2 separate regions of the Gossypium hirsutum genome follow, and region 2 is linked to region 1. The links are chromatin contacts, called in public Hi-C maps. All regions are on one chromosome and are shown on one strand. Each heading gives the region's core, a stretch centred on a gene start, on an enhancer-like site or on the middle of the called end of the contact. The rest is flanking DNA. Distances are from core to core; before and after follow the strand shown.

The links. Hi-C and Micro-C count contacts between places; a contact is called where the count stands out from the background.
Region 2: a Hi-C map of leaf shows a contact between it and region 1, with 2.9 times the contacts expected there. The contact joins two enhancer-like sites. A contact is called at or near these places in 14 of 34 Hi-C or Micro-C datasets (anther, callus, cotyledon and 3 more).

What each region holds. Positions count from the first base shown.
Region 1 is chrA04:74,711,207-74,716,344 of Gossypium_hirsutum_v2.1, forward strand. No RefSeq gene overlaps it. Among protein-coding and RNA genes, the nearest start is that of LOC107948029, 35 kb to the left of the region's middle. Within about 2 kb of position 1,530, at least 4 of the 9 cell types and tissues checked have an H3K27ac peak or open chromatin away from gene starts, as enhancers often do. A contact at or near this core is called in cotyledon and leaf, where this site is marked.
Region 2 is chrA04:74,816,174-74,821,504 of Gossypium_hirsutum_v2.1, forward strand. LOC107948836 (a long non-coding RNA gene) reads left to right here. Exons shown (of 2, transcript XR_005925677.1): 2 at 868-1,652. Among protein-coding and RNA genes, the nearest start is that of LOC107948836, 3.3 kb to the left of the region's middle. Within about 2 kb of position 3,433, at least 2 of the 9 cell types and tissues checked have an H3K27ac peak or open chromatin away from gene starts, as enhancers often do. A contact at or near this core is called in cotyledon and leaf, where this site is marked.

The DNA of each region.
Region 1 (5,138 bases), core at 280-2,779:
GTCACAGATGGTGAGTATGACAAATTTTAATATAAACTATCGTTAATATCACTTATCAATTTAATTATAAAATTATTAAAAGTTTATTACTTTTACAAACGTAAAAAACATTATTTTAATAGTTTTTATATCCTTTATATTTTGATAAATTTAAAAAAAAAACATAATGAGAATCATGAAAGTTTTTATTATCTCAAATTTACTATTTTATTAAAGTTTAAAAAAAGTTTTACCACCTTAATTAAAATCACTGTTGGATTTTATATTAATTTTTTCACCCACCCACGTCGTGTAAATTAATATATAAAAACGTTTTTTTTTTTTTTGTGACCATAACTTGGAATTGCCTACAAAGTAAGATTTACTCGTTTGGCCAATATAACACAATAATTAAGACTTAGCACTGTTTTCCCATAAAAAGCATTCCTTTTACAAATAATAATAATTATTATTACAATAAAAAGAACAAACATTGGTGCAATGTCCTGCTTCAGCTTCACCATGTTCCAATCCGCTTTAAGGAGAAAAAGATGAAAGGGACTCCCAATGACCCAACCCCAACCCCATGCTTCTGTCTATTTAATACTATATCTACATAACTGGCAAACCAGAAATTTTATACGACTAACTGTACAAATCAATCTTTTTCCTTTCTTTTACTAGTAAATAAATTTGGATTCCCCATTTAAGAATACGTTCAATATGAACCAATTTAGCTAAAAAAAGTCATTTTAAAGGCCCGCCCACCTCAGTACTGTACTACTGCTCGTACTGTTCATCATGCATTGTTTTTACACTTTCACAATCATTTTTATTTCCTCTTAATCGTTTCACCACATTTTCTTACTTCTTAATCGGCTCCCTAATGCTTTGAAGAAGAAGAAGAAGAAGAAGAAGAAAACCTGCCACTATTACGTGCAATAATCAAACATTAAGAGAGTGATTGATCCAATTCAACTACCTGCAATGAGAGAAGGGGTATCACAAACAAAACAAAGTTACAACATGTTGTATGTCATTTAATGCCATACTATTATCAATGGAGGCAAATAGAAAAAAAAAAATTGTCACATGGCCTCATTAAAAATGAGGGGTTTGGATGCGTTAGAAAGAGTAAATAATTGTCGTGCAGGCAAGCTGTGAGCACCATCATTTGAAACACAGACATTTACTCTGTGTGTTCCACTCAAAGTGTGTTGCAGTCTTCAATTATCTGATGCGAAATGAACTTGTTAAGACAAGGATTTTTTGAATGGATTTTCCTTACCGACTTGTGTGATTAATTTGCCTAGAGGAAAATGCCAAGTTAACACGTGGTTCTTAATAACTAGAGTTACTTGTGAAAGATCAGAACATATGAAAAGTTGCATCGAATTTTTGGGCTTAACATGTTTGGATTTTGATCTACTTGTAGGCGTTATGGGTTCATGTGAAGTTAGCCTACTGAAAATGTAAAATGAATGGATTGGTGTAGGGTTGAAGCCCATTTCCAATTTCATAATGAGGTAATGATGAATCTGAAAATTGGGTCTGTAAAACTTAGTAGAGTCTACAGATTATAGGATCTGAGACGGTAAAGCTCAGAGGCAAAGTCATCAACAGCATCCTTTGTCAATAGGGTGTTGACCATCTCACCAGCGTTTTTATGAATTTATGCTCGTGCATGATATAACGTAGACGGCACAGCATCACTTAAAAAATTATGGCAAATGAATTCTGAATATGCAATCTTATATGTTGGGTAACTAAGGGTCGCGCCTTTAGATTAATTACAGTGTTTATTGATCAGTTTATAGATGAGTGAACAAAATAGAAAGAATGAAAATAGCTACTCCTTTTTATTTATTTAGCTGTAATAGCTCCCAATAGGAGCCCAACTCAATTTATACAATAGGAAACTACTAATTACTGATAAGGTTGTTACTAACAACTCATCCTAGACAATCAATTTAGTTGTTAACAGTAAAAGAAGTTACAACCATATTTAAACTAACATAACAGACTAGTAAATAACTAACCTATGCTAATATGATAACTTAACATTCACCTATCAATCTCCGCTTGTTATGTTTCCTAAAAAAACCAAGAAAAACAAAACAAAATTAACCAACAAGAAGAAATCATACTTGAGATGAACACAAGGCATCACTTGAAGAAGGTAGCAAGGGAACGCCTAGCTTGTCTCGTAACCGGCAAAATGATGGAGCAGATAGGGCTTAGTAAGTATGTCTACCACTTTATCATAGCCAGGAACTTCACCAATAAATAGTTGTCCCTCTGCAAATTTCTCATCTAATTCAACACCTTTAAACTTGGAATGCATAATCGAATTCGCGGACACATCAACCGTACTAGTATTATTGCACCAGATTCTTGATTTATCATCCATTGCAACTCCTAACTCCATGACTAAGGACTCAAGCCACATAACATCAGCTGTGGCAAAGGCTAATCTTCGATACTCAGCCTTTGCTGTCGAACAAGAGACCACTTACTGCTTCTTAGAAGACCATGATACATGATTTCCACCAAAGAAGATGCAATATCTGGTGGTAGAGTGTCTATAGTCCACATCTGATCCCAGATTCGCATCAGCAAACCCTTCAATAAATAGTTGCAATGCTAGCCAAAACATCAAATGATGATCAAGCATACCCTTCAATTAACGCAAAATTCTCTTCATAGAATTGAAATGCAAATCTAATGGTTGATGCAGCAACTGACATATGTGATTTACTGCAAATGCAATTTCAGGTCTGGTTATCACAATATACAACAATGCTCCGATACTCATGTACATCAATGAAAGCGTCTCCCCTGTTAAAATCTAAGGTAAACTTAACCTAAAACTGTATTGAAAATAAGAGAAAGCTTATGATTAAGAATTGTATTCAGTATCTTTCATTGTTAGTCGTCTCTGTACACAATGATTTGATATTTATAGTAGATGACTACTAACTACTCTTGCTTAGCAGCTTAACAACTATTTAACAACTGAATAACAAATCGTAATTGATTCACTAATACTCTAATTTATTAACACTCTAACATCCCCTAGTGGTCGAAAGTGCATATGTGCTTACCATATACGTTGGTTGACCTTTAGCTTAGTCCATATGAGCTCTTTTTAACAATTCTGTAATATACTTTCTCTAACTAAGAAACAACCTATTGTTAATATACTTGACTTCAATTCTTAAAAAAAATAATGCAACAACCCTAAATCCTTTAGTGAAAACACGACATTTAGATATTTCACAAAGTCTGCAATATCTACCTCATTATTCCCGGTCAGTATAATATCATCAACGTACAGGAGTAAAAACATGACACCCCTAGTCTTTCTCCTTATAAACAAAGACGCATCAGATTTTGCTGAATAGAATCCAATTGACACTAAATAAATCTTGAGTTTTTTAAACCATACCCATGGAGCTTAAGACCATAAAGAGCTTTGTTTAGTTTACATACAAGCTATTGACCATTGCTGCCATACTTTTCATAACTGGGAGGCTATTCCTTATACACTTCTTCAACTAAATCACCATTTAAAAATGCATTGTTGATGTCAAGTAGATGCAACTTACATCCCTTCGTAATAGTAAAAGAGGGAATGACACAAATAGTAACTGGCTTCACAACAAGATTGAAGGTTTCTTGAAAATCAAAGCCAACAATTTGTGAGTAACCCTTTGCAACTAACCAAGCTTTATACCTTGAAATTGATCTATTAGGATTTCTTTTGATTTTGAACAACTATTTACACCCAATCGGTGTTTGATCTTGTGATAGAGGGACCAAAGACCAAGTCTGATTCTTTATCAAAGCATTGTATTATTGTTGAATTGTATTCTTCCACTCTTCACTTGTAAAAGCTTCTTGTTGAAAGTTTCCAAGAGAGTATTTAATAAAACTATTCTGTATTTTATTTACTTAAGTAGGAAAATAATTCCCTTATTCTAATAAATTTTAATTAATTTATTTTAAGATTTATCTACTTAAATAACTTTAAAAAATATCCCAAAAATATATGGGGTTTCACGTATTTCGACACCCTCCCTCCAGTTGGTGCATATATATCAATCATGTCCAACTTGCTTACAAGAAAATCAAAGTTTGTCTTAGAGAGCCTTTTGGTGAGTATGTCACCAATTTGTTTTTTTGAAGGAATAAATGACAGGCACACTAGGCCTTCTTCAGTCTTCTCATTGATAAAGTGTCTATCAATCTCAACATGTTTAGTTCTGTCATGTTGGATTGGGTTGTGAGCAATACTAATGACAATTTTGCTAAAATAGTACAACTTTATTGGTGAAGTTATTGGTTTTCTCAACTCTTCCATAATGCTTTTTAACTACATCATTTCACAAATTCCTTGAGCCATTGATCTAAACTCAGCCTCTGGCCAACTTCTTGCTGCAACACTTTATTTTTTGCTTCACCAAGTCATAAGGTTTCCCCAAACAAATGTACAGTATCCTGATGTAGATCTTCCATCTATTATTAAGCCTGCCCAATCTGCATCTGTATAAGCTTTAATTCCTCTTTGTTCGGATTTCTTGAAGAATAATCCTTTTCCAGGTGAACTCTTCAAGTATCTAAGAATCCAAAACACTACTTCTTCATGTTCCTCCATTGGGGAGTGCATAAATTGACTCACTCAGCTCACTACAAAAGTTATGTCTAGCTTTGTATGTGATAAGTAAATTAACTTACCAACTAATCTCTGGTACTGCCCTTTATCAACTAACCGTTCTTCTTTATTTTCGAATTTTATATTTGGATCAATTGATGTGTCAAGGCGGCAATCGCTCATCCCAACCTCTTTTAAAATATCAATCACATATTTTTTCTGAGAGACTACAAGACCTTTCTTTGATCGAGCAATTTCCATTCCAAGAAAGTATTTTAAATGACCCAAGTCTTTGATCCTAAACTCCAATGCTAGATGCTCAATTGAGATGCCTTATTTCATCAACATCATCTCCTGTAAGAATGATATCATCAACATAAACTATAATAATTACCATTCTACCTCTTTATAAGTGCCGATAGAACATTGTGTGATCAACTTACCCTTGTGAGTAACTTTGTTTTTTAACAACTTGAGTGAACCATTTGGATCAAGCTCGAGGAGA
Region 2 (5,331 bases), core at 2,183-4,682, 110 kb after region 1:
TTCTAATGTAATGGAGATGGCTTTAGGGGTTTTAATAAGTCTTTTGAAATCAGTGGCATTTTCGAGGGATTGCTTTGTGGCGGCTGGTGTGAGTTTTTTTGTTGCTTTTCAAGTTTGCCTCAGTGATCAAGAGCTTGGTATGTTCATCATTGAAGGTATATTTGGTCAAATTGTTAGTATTTCTTGCACTAGGATTCGTTTAGCAATGTTATTAGTAAAGTTCCTTATAAAGGAGATGTTTGCCTTGACATACGTAATCTCTCTGGATTGAATGGACTTTGTTTGATTAGAGGCATTCTTACTGTTGTTCCAAGAATGGTTCTAAATACACATTTTGTTGTATATAGGGAAACTTGTAATGATATCGAGTCCCATGGAAATGTTGCTTGTTCTGTAAAGACTTTATTGTATGATAGGATTTTTCCTGAGCTGTGAAATTACTGTGAGAACCCCACAGATAGCCATTTTAACTTCCATGCATTAACTGTAATGCAAATTTGTTTGCAATAGATTAAGAACCCTATGTTGGCAAACCTTACAGTTGCATCTGAAAATTACAACCCATTGCCGGAGGATATGGAAACCAGAATGCTGAAAATAATATGGAATAACTTGGAAGATCCTTTAAGTCAAATAGTCAAACAAGTTCATCTTATATTTGATCTTTTCTTAGACATTCAGTCCTCTCTTTGTGGGGCAAAGGGTAGTGAGAAAATAAATACATTCCTACAAAAGATTGCTTTAGATCTGCTTCGTTTAGGGTCACGTTGTAAGGGGAGATATGTTCCTTTAGCTCTGTTGACCAAGAGGTTTGCAGCAAAGACTATGCTGGATATGAGTCCTGACCCGCTGTTTGAAATAGTACAGGCATACCTGTTGAAGAAGATCTCATGTTCAGCGGCACAGCTTGTTTAGGAAGTTTTTTTCTCAGGTGCGTACAGCCTTGGAGAGGCAATTTAAGCAGGGAAGCTGGCAGCCTCGTATGAACAATGAAATTAGCGAGTTGTGTCTATGTCAGAGAAATGAGGATAATACCAGTTAGCGGAGTAGAGGAGCTATTTAATTTTATGAGGTGGTTGAGTTGTTTTCTTTTCTTCTCTTGTTATCCTTCTGCTCCTTATAAGAGAAAAATAATAGCAATGGAGCTTATACAGATAATGATCAATGTTTGCCCTGTCCTACCTTCTTCTCAAGAAAGCTCAGCTTCTATGTCTCCTGAGAGCTGTCTTTATCCCTACAATGTAGGAATTACTTCACTTGAATCAACTTTCCTTTTGGTTGGATTCATAATTGATAGTTGGGACAGACTACGAGAGAGTGCCAATACAAGAGTGCGCAGGGTCTGGCTATACGAGAGTGCGTAGCCTATTGAACTGCCAATACGAGACAAGAGGATTCAAAAGCAAAGATAATCGAAATATAAAGCAAGGTCTGGCTTGAGAGTGCACAGGCAATGCTTCACATCCTGCTTGCCATTTACTCATGTTTCTGAAAATAAATCATGTGACTGGTTAAAAATTAATACTAGCTATTAGAAGGTATCTAAAATCATAATATACTTTTATTTATGTAATTGATGAAAAATAATTTCATTTCTAAATTTTTGACATTTACTATCCCTAATTTGAATATATTTTGCTGAAATTTGATAATAGGTTCAATGGAAATCAAATTGTATATGAAAGCTTTTTCTATGCAGTGATGTTGTGCTTGTCTTGTATTGGAGATAAAGTAGATATAATGTGTAGATATGCAGTTGTCCCCTTCAAATTCTGTATTGATGTATGATTGTTCATTATTGAGTGGGATGCATTTGAGCAGGTTTGCTGAAATTACGAAGTGGTCCGATCAACCATCGGTGAAGGTGGTGGTCACAGTTGATGCACCTGCTGTTCTCAAATTAGTCATTTAAAGCAGCTTTTATAAAATATTTTCAGGAAATCTGCCAAACAGCAGAAAATATTTTATACAGATTCATCCAAACACCAGAAAAATAAATCATTTTCAGAAAAGTAAATCATTTTTCAGAAATTATTTTCCGAAAAATAATTTACTGGCAAACAAACGTAGCTTAATATTTTTTTAAAGATTTTATTTTAGTTTCTTTTTTTTTTTACATTTTTTTGTTCTCGATTTTCATGGTTTGGACCAAACTGTTATCTATGGGCCAATTTTGTTTTTGTTTTGTTTTATAAGTTAATAAAATGTCCAGCCCGATAATCTTCAAAAAAAAAAAAGATACGTACATATTAAAATTATATATTAATTTTTTGTAAATATATTTTTAAAAAAATTATTTTAAAAATAATATATATTATTAAATTTATTTTTTAAAATAATATTTTTAAAAAATATTTTATTAGTTTTTAAAATATTATATAGATTATTGCTATTTGTTTTATTTTAAATTTAAAAAAAGAAGAAGGTATTTTACATCCATTACTAAACTATTCCAAAACATCATTCTTATCTATCGAACAATAATTTATTATTCTTTATCTATTACATTAAATTAACTGAATATCGTGTCCATTTCCACTTAATAGTTATTCTATTACAATAAACCAAATATATAGTTAGAATCCTTAAATTTGAAGTTACAAAATAATGCAGGAACATTACCCCTCCTAGCAAGAAAATCGTGCAATCCAAAGAAGATATTTTTAATATGATATAGGGTTTGTTTAGTAGTGATTAAAAAAATTTACTTTTTGAAGAAAAGTTGAAATTTTTTGTTTTTCAAAAACACCTTTAAAAAGGATAAGCTAAAGCTTTTAGCTTTTCCTCTTCTAAAAGTATTTTTAGTATTTAATTACTTTTTCATCCCTCCAACAATATAATACTTTACATTCTTTCTTTTTTCCCTCGGTGTTTAATTACAAATGTGTTCAAATCATTAATTAAAAATAAAAAAATATTTTTTAAAATAATACAAATATGTTAATATCTAATTACAAATATTTAATGGTTATATTTAAATATTTAAAATATAGTTTATATATTCTAATTAAATTTTATAAATAATTAATATTTATTGCTTAAAAATATTTAAAATTTTTATTTCATATATTAAAATATTAACAACAATTTATAAAAAAAATTTATATTCTTACTAAAATATAATAATATTAATTAATTTTAATATTATTTAAATACATATTTGTTACTTGATAATATCATGTTTAATATGAACATTTTATTTTTTAAAATCACTTTTTGAGAAGAATACTAAACACTTAAATCTTGAACTAACATTTTTAAAAATACTTCTTAAAAATATTTTTTAAAAGCACTTTTCAAAAACATTATTAAACTAACCCATAATATTTTGCTACGTTCGACCCCAAGAAAATTAGGCCTAAAATAAGGTTGTCTAGTGCAAGCATGGGCGGCACATGCAAGTCAGGTTTAAAACCCTCGTCGACATGGGCACTTTGTACATCGCTTTCATGCTCTTAACGTGTTCAACTTTTGTTTTGGGTCTATTGATCTTATCTGCTGATTAAGCTTTGGAGTTTTTAGCTGCTTGTTTTTTAATTGTGCTACTCTTCTATCATTTCCAATGCCATACTTTTGCATAAGTGTTTCACTTTCATCTCACCCACATCATTTCCCCTTACAAAACACATTTATTAGTAATCATAACTTCATAATCTTATCATAACCCACACCGATTTTGAATTTGTCAAACATTGCTTTTCCTACCTCATGTTTATCTTCAAGTCATGGTTTCTTTTCTCCACTTTCCATTTCCTAAAATATTTCTTTCTATTTATTAGTTTTAGATTATAAAATTGTTCTACTCAATTTTAGTCATACTTAAATATAAGTATTATAAAAAAATTTATATTAAAAATTAGATTATATTTTGATCATTTTATTAAAAAAATGAGTAAATTAGTTCTTCTACATTAGATCAAAGAGTAATTTGGTCCTTCAATTAAAAATTTCATTCATTTTTGCTTATAAAAATTGGTCTTTGTATGTCAGTATGAGGTATATGTGGCATGCAACGTGTCACTTCTGGTTATTCTATCAACCACACTAAATTTTAACAGCAAAATCGGATGAAATTTTTAATACAAATAATTAATTTACTCTTTGATCTAATATATAGATACTAATTTACTTATTTTTCGAATAAATGAAACAAAATATAATCAAATTTCTAATTCATAATACTTTTTAGAAGTGATATAGAGAGTATAGATATGACCCAACCTCCTCTCAAAATAGATTGTTATATTATCAAAGTGTTTTTCTCCACCCTGTGATGGCATGACATAAGAATCATTCTCTTTATCACTCATCATCATTCAAGTTGAGAAACCAAATTTCATCATTGTTAATTGAACTCCAAAGTCCAAATGAAATAATCAATCTATCTAATATCGATTTGAAAATTTTATCCAAAACATTGGATAACATAACACTTTAGTTCTCTCTCTCAAATCATAACGGGAGGGGACCCTAACCGGTTCAGATTTCTCTTTACATTGTGTTATTCTATTGGTTTCTCCATTTTATTTTTTTTCTTTATATAAAAAGTTGAATGATAGTAGTTGTGTTAGTTTTCCTTTTAAAGTTGTGAGTGATGAATAAGACCCAAGTCGAGGGGCTTGGTCCAACAGGACAAAACAAAAAGATAAGCTCTTAATAGGGCGGTTAATGGATGGTTAGGACTTAGGTAAGGTCTAGTGACAATATCTTGCTCATCTTAATATCTTCTACCTATTATTTAAATGTGATGCAATAACAGAGAGAATGTAAATTTAAGTGTATTTAAATACACATTGCCTAATGTTGGGGATCGACCCGATTAAACAACGAACAAGTAAAAATAGCGGAAGAAATTGAGAAATTGAACATACAAATTTAAAGTGGAAAAACCCCTCCAAAAAGGACAAAAAAATCACGGGCAAAAATAGTTTTACTATAATGGAAAAAGAACGAAGAGTACAAAAGATGGAGATAAAAACTAAACCCCGAAAACCCGAAAAACGTAAACACAAATTTCTCTAAAAGTGTTATGAGTTCTAATCTCTAATGGGTGAATTTTTTAAGGTTGTAAAAAAACTTATTTATAGGCTAAATTCATAGGTCAAATAATAATAAAATAATCTAAACTAATCAGAGTTTGATTAAAACAAATAAATATAGTTTAATTGGAAGATTATTTCTCAAATTTGACTGAAATAGGAGTCATACTTAACAAATCTCCATCTTGACTCATATTTCCACAACGCCATCTTTGCCAAAGCCCGCCACGGGCCTATCTTGAACCTTGAACTATGCAGAGAATTAATTGAGTGAAATCTGTGCTTAGAAACT